2 separate regions of the Mus musculus genome follow, and region 2 is linked to region 1. The links are chromatin contacts, called in public Hi-C maps. All regions are on one chromosome and are shown on one strand. Each heading gives the region's core, a stretch centred on a gene start, on an enhancer-like site or on the middle of the called end of the contact. The rest is flanking DNA. Distances are from core to core; before and after follow the strand shown.

The links. A called contact is a pair of places that touch in the nucleus more often than the background predicts.
Region 2: a contact with region 1 is called in a Hi-C map of adipose-derived mesenchymal stem cells, with 2.1 times the contacts expected there. The contact joins the enhancer-like site here to the promoter of Zcchc4 in region 1. A contact is called at or near these places in 2 of 39 promoter capture datasets (cranial neural crest and embryonic stem cells), 1 of 484 Hi-C or Micro-C datasets (adipose-derived mesenchymal stem cells) and 1 of 115 datasets of contacts at active chromatin or transcription factors (pancreatic cancer cells).

What each region holds. Positions count from the first base shown.
Region 1 is chr5:52,780,509-52,785,064 of GRCm38.p6, reverse strand. Zcchc4 (zinc finger, CCHC domain containing 4) reads right to left here and starts at 2,010. Exons shown (of 13, transcript NM_001308144.1): 1 at 1,851-2,010; 2 at 958-1,076. The coding sequence starts at 1,974.
Region 2 is chr5:52,349,036-52,353,591 of GRCm38.p6, reverse strand. No RefSeq gene overlaps it. Among named protein-coding and RNA genes, the nearest start is that of Sod3, 12 kb to the left of the region's middle. Within about 2 kb of position 2,376, at least 16 of the 459 cell types and tissues checked have an H3K27ac peak or open chromatin away from gene starts, as enhancers often do. A contact at or near this core is called in adipose-derived mesenchymal stem cells, where this site is marked.

The DNA.
Region 1 (4,556 bases), core at 761-3,260:
TGTTTGTTTGTTTGTTTATCAGAAGGGCAGAACACACCATCAATATTACTCCCTCTTTATCTAGAACTTCCCAATCTCTAGAACTCTTGTGAAATAAATAACTGTTGTTTTTCAATATTCTCATTACCAACTAGAAGTTGCAAGGAGTAATGGCACACTCAGGAGGCAGAGGCAGGTGGAGCTCTGTGAATTTGAGTTCAACCTGGTCTACATAGTGACCCAGGACAGTCAGAGCTACACAGGAAGATACCAAAAACTAACCAAAAACAAACCAAAAGAAACTAATAAATAGCAAAACTGAAGTTGTAAGTTGACTACCCAATACTAACACATCAAATCTTATAGGGAACTAATTTTCATTTAAGACAATAACACATCTGTATCAAAGTTCAGAGTTAAGTATTAACTTTAATGCCCAGAATTTAAAAACAAAATCCAAAGCATGAAATTTTCATCCCTCCTAAGATATTTATCTTGGGGTGAGAGAGATGGCCCAGTAGTTGAGATCAAACACTACCTTAAGACCTAACTCTATTTAAAACACCCACATCAGGAGGTTCATAACTGACTGTAACTGCAGTTCTAGGGGATCGGAGGATCTCTTCTGATATCCATGGGTACTTGCACTCATGTGTGCATACCAATAAATAGGTGCACACACATATACACATAATTAATCATTAAGCTGGGCAGTGATGGCACACATTTATAATTCCAGGACTCAGGGGGCAAAGGCAGGCCAGCCTGGTCTACAGAATCAGTTCCAGGACAGCCAGGGCTACACTGAGAAACAATGTCTCAAAAAAAAAAAAAAAAAAAAAAAAAAAAAAAAAAAAAGGAAAAAAAAAATCTTTAAAAATACCAAATGCACTAAAATAAAGAAATCCTTTTATATAATGCTTAAACTTCATGTTTACTGGTTCATTCTCCGTAAAACTAGCCAAAATGTTACTGTACCTTTTCATCTTCCCACTGAAAAAAGTTACAGTCTTTTCTATCTCTACAGGCTGAGCAGGCATAAAACTTTCGTGTTTCTTCCTTCCCTTGGTTCACTTTTACAAAGAGAAGAGTAGGCCCTAGTTCCAGAATAGGAAGAAAAAATAAGTATCAAGCAGTAGTCTACACCAAGTTTCTCTGCCTTAAATAAAACTTATTTAGGCATTATACATAATTTATAATTCAATGTACTATCCTCTTTGATAAATCTTATTTTCTTCCATTGCAACACTGATGCATTTGAATATTAGAAATAATTTTTAAAACTGCTCTCTTCAAAAAGAAAATGCTTTCTGTTTACATTACAATAGTCAACAGCTGGGGTCCATGACGAAAGTATGCTTAAAAGAACAAACGCGAATAAAACAAGGGGGAAAGCCCGGAGAACTGCAAGGTTTGCCGTTACCATTTTCAGTGAAACCCTGAGCTTTACAGTTGGAAAGCCGCAAGAAGTAAACTTAATTAGGCTTCCAGGGTTTTGTTGTTTATTCTAACTTCAAAACAATAAAACCCCATCAATTCAACAAATTAAATTCCGCTAAGAACTTGTCAGCAAGAAGCCTTCAGCCCCGTGCATTCTACGTTCGGCTTTCTCCCTAACCTGTCCCCCAAAGCAGAGATGCTAACAGCTCTGGAGACAAAGCTCCAGCAGCCAGGACCTCTCTGGGGGTTTACTAAATAGAGTGACAAACACTTTCTGAAACCGGGTGTTATTCACGCATCACACAAGGTAAGGAAGAGGGGGTGGGAAAAAGCCTTCTCTTCCAGACACAAATCCGAAAAACCCGCAGAGCACCTAGCCCAAGCCTCGCCATTGGCGCCGCCGGCAAGGCTGAGCGCAGACGCCGACCCACCGTGCGGGCACAGCGGGGCAGGAGCCGTGGGGTTCGAGGGAAGCGCCACCTCTACCCCGGACGCCCTACGCCCCGCGTCGCCATCACCCTCCAGGGACTCAAGACAGTCCATGGGCGCCGCCATCTTTCTGCCGAAGTCCCGAAAGCCTCTGTCCCAACCAAGGAGGCGGAGAAAGAGCGCCGCCGCGGCACGCGGAACCCACAGCGCCCCACGCGTCCTGGAGGAGCCATGCCGCCGTCAGACCCAGAGTGAGAAACTAAGCAGGACACCCACCCACCCACCCACCCACCCACCCACACACACACCCGTGGGGGTTCTGGGGTGAAGCTGGAAGGCCTATGCCAAGAGAGCACCTATAACCAGGAGAAGAGATGAATCTTTAGAACAAAGATCTGATTAGATTATAGATCCAAAAGAGCAACAAAGAGGTAAACAATGGCTGAACCACACAGCACAGCAGCTCTATTGCGTTTAACAATGCCAAAGAACTGTCTAGTCTTTTGGTTTGGTTCTGTTCTGTTCTGTTCTGTTCTCTGACAGGGTTTCATGTAGTCCAGGCTAGCCTCTAACTCCCCAGTAGCAGAGTGTAGCCTGGAACTCCTAATCTTTTGCCTCTACCTCCCAAATGCTGGGGTTACAAACACATGCCTCACCATGCCTGGAGCTCATCTAACACTTGCTCTTACACGTAATTATTGAATTCTCGTTCTCGTTTGTACCTCAGGAAAAGAATGTCGCCATTTGCCAGTGGCAGTTGTCTACATAAAAAATATCAAAGAATGTACACTTTTTAAATAACTTCTAGGTTAACTTGAGTTTGGTAAGTTTCAGGATATGAGACTAACATACCCTGGCAGTGATTGTCTAAACATAAAATTTAGAATACCACTTAGAATTTCCAAGCAAAAGAAGCATGTATTTGTTTAACGTACACAGGTCTCATGAGCAGAAAACTAGAAAATGTGGTTGAAAAAAAAATCAAGAAAGATCTAAATAAATGTGGAAGCGTGGTCTGTTCATTACACGGGAAACGGAACACAGTAAAGATGCCACCTCCTACCAGGTTAAGTGCAGACAGGTTGAGTGCAGTTTCTAGCAAAATCTCAGCCAGATATACAAAGTATTATTCTGAATTTTATAGGGAAAGGCAAAGAAATGGCTAAAATAATTTTAAAAGAAAATAACCAAGTGGGAGAGATCAGTCTATCTAATTCCAAACAGTGGTAGTAGTAGTCAAGGCTCATTCATACACACATCTGTCAATGAAATTGCAAATTGTAACACGCGTACATGCGTGTATACACACATGCACATGCACACACTCTGATCTGAATAAGGTACATGAGGAGGTATATAATTATGATAATAAAGCAGCCTTCAAAAATGATACAGTCTTCTCTTTTCTGAGGAAAAACTTTGGTGAGAAAAATCCCACACCTTAGATTTAGGTACACAGTTATTCACCAGTTTACAACAGGCACAAATTCTAGAAACTCTGCCACTAGGGGATTTTATTGCATAGGCATTAGAGTAAAATTTAAAAAACTGGGGAGGCTACAACATCACCAAGATCCTAGGTTTTAGGGTTTTTTTTTTGCGGGTGGGGTGGGGGAACATTTACGTACACATCCCATCGGTAACTGGAATGTTATGAGGTGTTAACTATGGTTGATAGACATCTATGTATTTATTTGCTAACAGGGTTATGATAATCATCAGTAAGTTATGAGTGTTTTTATTGCCTAATAGAGTCTTTACTTCATACTGGGAAATACTGGGGGCAGAAATACTCTGAAATCCTTGGAAGGATTCTGATGGAAACTGAAAATAGACCCGAGCACAGGGGTGGACTCTGGCTGCCTGTCCTGTCACTCAGAGTTTGATCCTAAGACCCAATGAATTCGGAAACTCTTCCCACAGAGTCTCTGGACAAATCAGTAAAATCCTACAAGTACCAGGAAGACTATCCCATTATCCTCAGAGAACTCCACTCTCCAAATCTCCTTCAAACACAATGAGTGAAGCCAGATCTTTTGTAGAGAATGTCTTAGCATTGTCTCTATCTTCTGGTTGAAAAACTTTGGTCCTATCAAACACAAGCAACAGAGATGACTGATACGACAGTCATCATGATGGAGATGTGTAGTCACTACTGGGGCATCCTTTTCCACAAGGATGGTGTTTTCTGCAACAAGTAGCTCTGCCTATTAGCCTTCCCTGTAAATTTCCAGATGCTTGGTAGAATATGGTCTTTTGCTTTACCACTCCAGTCACAGATGTAAAAGTACTTTTTATTTGCCTATCCAACTGTTGTCTGGAAGGATTATGGTCTCAATCTGCTGACCTAGGCCTGGTCCTGGAAGCTTCTGGCCTCCATATATCTGGACTTAGAATGTTTTCAGCTTCTGAGACTTCTTGGTGAATAAGCTCACCCTTTCTTGTTCTTTCTGAACTCTAACTGCCTGTTCAACCCAGCAGTTCTGGCTCACAAACTCCTTTCCAAGCTGACTGATTTGATCTGGTTTCTCTTCCTTGGCCTTTCCTGAATGGTTCTGCTTGACCTCATACTAATTTTGGCAATCTGTTCTAATCTTGTGTCTCCTCATTCACTGGCTCGTTCTGTCTTCATCTGTGTCTGGCTTGTTCTCTCTGCAACTAGTCTCTGTACAACTGTCCCAATGAAACTGCCTCCTTCCTCTCTTTCT
Region 2 (4,556 bases), core at 1,127-3,626, 430 kb after region 1:
TTTTGTTGTTGTTGTTGTTGTTGTTGTTTGTTTGTTTTTCTGTGAAGGACAGTCAGTCCTAAATGATCCAGCGTGAGCTCCTGTCACCAGCTTCCTGCACAGTGAACTTTCTGTCAGATCTAACAACTAATAACGGAGATTAAAAATGGAAAGGGCTGAGAAAGGGGGAACCCAAGGTCTCCCGAATGTGTGAGCCACTCAACTGATTCTCCTCAGGGGAATGGAACTCTGTCTCTGTGATTGCATGAACCACAGGGAACTAAAGTATGCCGGGTCAGAAAAGTGACGGGGCTCTCCTGGGATTTCAGGTGGCAAATAGGATTGAGAATCCTAGCTTTAATGAAGACAACAGAAATCACATAATTAACACGCACTGTTAACACCTCATTAGTCTCCCGGGGCTTAAGTTATGCTAAAAATAATCAACACATTTTGTTTAAATAAGGCTCTGCTACAGGTGGCCATGAAGTCCTCTTTGGCCATAGCAGATCAAGAACATTCCCCCGAATTTACTTCAAATGTTCCCGGAAGGCTTTGTCCTCAGTCCAAGGGAAGGATTATTTAAAATGAATGTGGAGAAGAGGAAATGAGTGCATTATCGTGAGGTCTCTGTGGCTCTGAGTTTGACTCTAAAGTCTTACACAATCCAGTATTGAATCCCACAGGCCTGAAGGCAGAGTTGCTTCTCCACTGGTTCTTTCTGTTGAAGGTTTGATGCCAGCCACAACTGAAGCTGGAAAGAGGCAGTATTGTCCGGTGCACTCTTGTCTCTTCTGGGGGACACTAGATCCCATGGCATCTGTATCTCTATTGCCTTCCTCCTGGTCTGAGTTTGGCCTCTGATCGAGAGAATTGTAAAGAGACAGGATGCTGCTTTTGGATTTCTGAGCTTGGGTAGTAGAGGGCCTGGGACCTTTGGAGAATTTTGAGTTGCTAGAGGAGTTACATTTCCTATGAGGCAGACCAGACCCCAGAAGAGGCCTCAGAGGAGGAGAGGGCATATGGGAGAGGGCCATGGCTTCTGTTTTCTGAGGCCAAAATCTCCAGTCGACACCTACAAGACCAACACTAGATAAGATGAAGGAAGCGCCTGCTAGAATCTTGAAGAAAGGGGAAAGGATGACTATTTAGAAGCCGCTGAGCTGGGGGTGACTGTCATAAAACAAGAGTCACCAAGCCACCTCCTCCCTGGCTTTCCTCCTCTGTGTTCTTCACTCACTCGCGGCCATTCACCCATTCCCTCAGCTCCTAAGCTCCACGTGAAGGGATTCGTTAGTGAGAGCTGTGGAAAGTCAACACCAAGATGGAATGTATGTCCTTGGAGAAGGAGGAAGATGGATCAGAACTCCTTCTGTCTGTCACTCAGTCTCTCAGAAAATGGCACCTGTGAGCCGGAAGGGCCGGGGAGACACCTTGATCTTGGGCTCGGGTTTCTAAAATTTTGAGAAATGAGCATCTATTTCACGCTGATGTGTGGTCTGTGGCCTCGTCCTAGAATGGGTTGAGCTAAGTAGTCACCTCAGCACACACTTCCTATTCCCACAGGATGGAAAATCCCTTCCGTTTCTTGGAAAAGCAAGACGATTCCTGGGAAGGTTGGGTGATGGCCCAGACGTCTGTGTCTGAGCTCTGAGAGGAATGCAATGCTGTTTTAATATTTTTCTTTCTTGTTCTTGTGTTCTCTCTGCATGAAAATAGAGATACCACCTACCCTCATGGGGCTCAGTAGCAAAACCCGGTGCTTCAGAGCTGACTGTGTTGGTTAAAGGAAGGCGAGTCATAGTTTAACTATCCAACTCTGAACATTGCATTATGCTATAAAGTTAGAGCTAGCTCTAAAGAGAATTTTCCCAAGTAACCCTCAAAAAGCATTGTGGTCATGGTCAAACCACAGCAGATTCAGAATTCCTCCACTCAAGTTGAGGATTGCAGCTTGTTGGGAGCAGAGAAACTAACCACATAGCCTGATGTGGGGAAAGAAAAATGTCCTTTTGCAAGTACACTAAAGGATGCTTACACAGACCTGTGCAATAGCCTTAGCAATAGTCTAGCAAAGATTTTTTAAAAAGTACTGTTGTAAGACTGTTACTTGACTGAATTCAGAAAACTTAAATTGAATGAATAAAAGTGGGGGTAGAGTAGGTGAATGTATGTATGTATGTATGTATGTATGTATGTATGTATGTATGTATGACTGGGATGGGTAGAGAGAACACAGTGTATCCATGTGTCTTGTATATGACTGAGAACAAGAGGAAGCAGGGTGGATGACAAGGGATGAGACAGTCCAGACAGAAACATTCCCTGGGCTGTAGCTTGCTAAGACTTTTCTCATTGTTTCTCAGAGATCAGGAACTCCACAGCCTGACTTCAGTGTCGCTGGTGCCAGAGGCTGGAGTTTGGGACCTTTCTGTTCTTGGGTAATTATGAGCACTTTAATTCTGTAGGATAAACTTGTCAATCCCAACTGATCTCACTGTCTTTATATGCTCTCAAATTAGAGAACTTCCAGAATACGTTAAAGACCTAAAGGGAAATTCCAGCACCAGTGTGGCAGACAGTGCCGGCTACTTACCCAACATCCTCCCTCCTTCAGACCTAGCAAAGGAAACTCCATTTTGTTCCAAGAGTAAAAGGAGGCTTGTCCTGCCAGACTCATTATTTGTATCGATGCCCTGTGACTTAGTTTCTGGCCATGAGACATCAAAACATCTGGGAAATAGGACATTTCTCTTCCTTTATCCTCCCAGAAATAGGGTGGCATATAGGGGAAGTATAAAAGATAGTCATGGGCAGTTACAGGATCACTTGAGAGAAGCTAAAAGTCACTGACACTGTGAGTCCCGCTGGTACAACAAGACCCACCTACTGGCTCCAGACTTTGTTTTTCTCTGTGACAACTGACCAAGTGTCTCAGAAACTTCTTGTCATATTTTCCATTATTTTCAGCCAAAAGCATTTCTGGCAGACATTCTGAGTTGATTCGATTGTAAACTGTAGTCTGGGATCTGGTGCCCAGAGTGGGGAAAGGGAAAACCTGTTTTGAACAATACCCTATAAAGGCCAGTTCCTCCCAGGGTAAGAAAACTTGTATTCTTTTTGGCCTCAAACCCAGGCTGAAACTGAGTTTTTAAATCAAATTATAGAGTATTAAGACCAGAGGGATTAAAAAAAAAAGATATGCAGAAACATCTGGGCTCCAAGCACCTCCTTTCTTCCATCTATGGAATCAGCCATCCTACAGGACTGCCGCATGCCAATTGAGCTAGATTCATTAGGAACTTTCCTTGGGGACTCTCTGTACCCCAAGTCCAGTGGTAAAATACAGAGCCTGAAATGAGACCTTAGGAAAGAAAGGCAAAGGAGGAACTGTTGACGGCTGAATCACCCATGTTATATAAATAATTTCCAAAATGTAAAATGCCCCCAAACATGATGATGATGATGGTGATGGTGATGGTGATGGTGGTGGTGGTGGTGGTGGTGGTGGTGGTGGTGGTGGTGATGGTGATGGTGATGGTGATGGTGATGGTGGTGGTGATGGTGATGGTGATGGTGATGGTGGTGGTGGTGGTGGTGGTGATGGTGATGGTGATGGTGATGGTGATGGTACTGGCACTTCTTGGCTGCTGTTTGTGAAAAACAAGACTTGTTTTTGTTTTTTTTTTTTTCTTTTCCTCTCTAGCCAGCTAGCATTTACATTTCCAAATGAATGGTTGAATTCATTCATCCTTTTCCACTGGTCTCATAACAGGAAGCAATTAAAGTGTTTCAAGTGACTCAACAGCCCATGTGAAAAATGAAAGAGATTAACAAATCATCTCTCCCTGCCCATGAGCCCTCGAAACCATCTTTGGGGTGCCTGAGAGATGTGCTGAGGAAACCCCAAACTCTCGACAAATGGTAAGAAAGAGGCTCCAGTCTGCAAGCTAACAAGACTAAGTTGTAGACTGTTGTCACCAACGGCCTCCTTATTTTCAGAGCTGGTCCCTTGCTGAGAACAGATATAAAAATGGTGGACGGGAACATGTGATCGTCAGAACCTCAGATAAACGAATCCCAGTGCATCTCAAGGAGACACTATGAGAGCCTCGAAGGTCCTTCATGCCCCATGAATTCCATTCACTCTTGGGAGTGAAATCCCCCTGGGGACATCCATCTGCTGACTCACAATTCCCTGATTCCATCCCTGACCTCAAGCTGTACTACAGAGCAATAGTGATTAAAAAAAACACAAACAAACAAACAAAAAAAAACAAAAACAAAAACAAAAAACCACATGGTATTGGTAAAAACATAGGCAGGTAGGTAGATCAATGGAATAGAATTGAAGACCCAGAATTAAACCCAGAGTTAAACACAGGATTCCATGTTGGATGCATAGAGGACACAACCTCCAGTGTCAGAAGCCACCTGTCAGTCACGCAGAAGACAGAGCCGAGCACTACCTCTTTCTTTAAGGGATATTGCCATTCCCTCTGTGTGGTCCCTGTGACACTGTCCCCCAACCCTGCCACCCTGGTCAAAGAGGTGAGTCTTTGAGGCACAGCCAGATT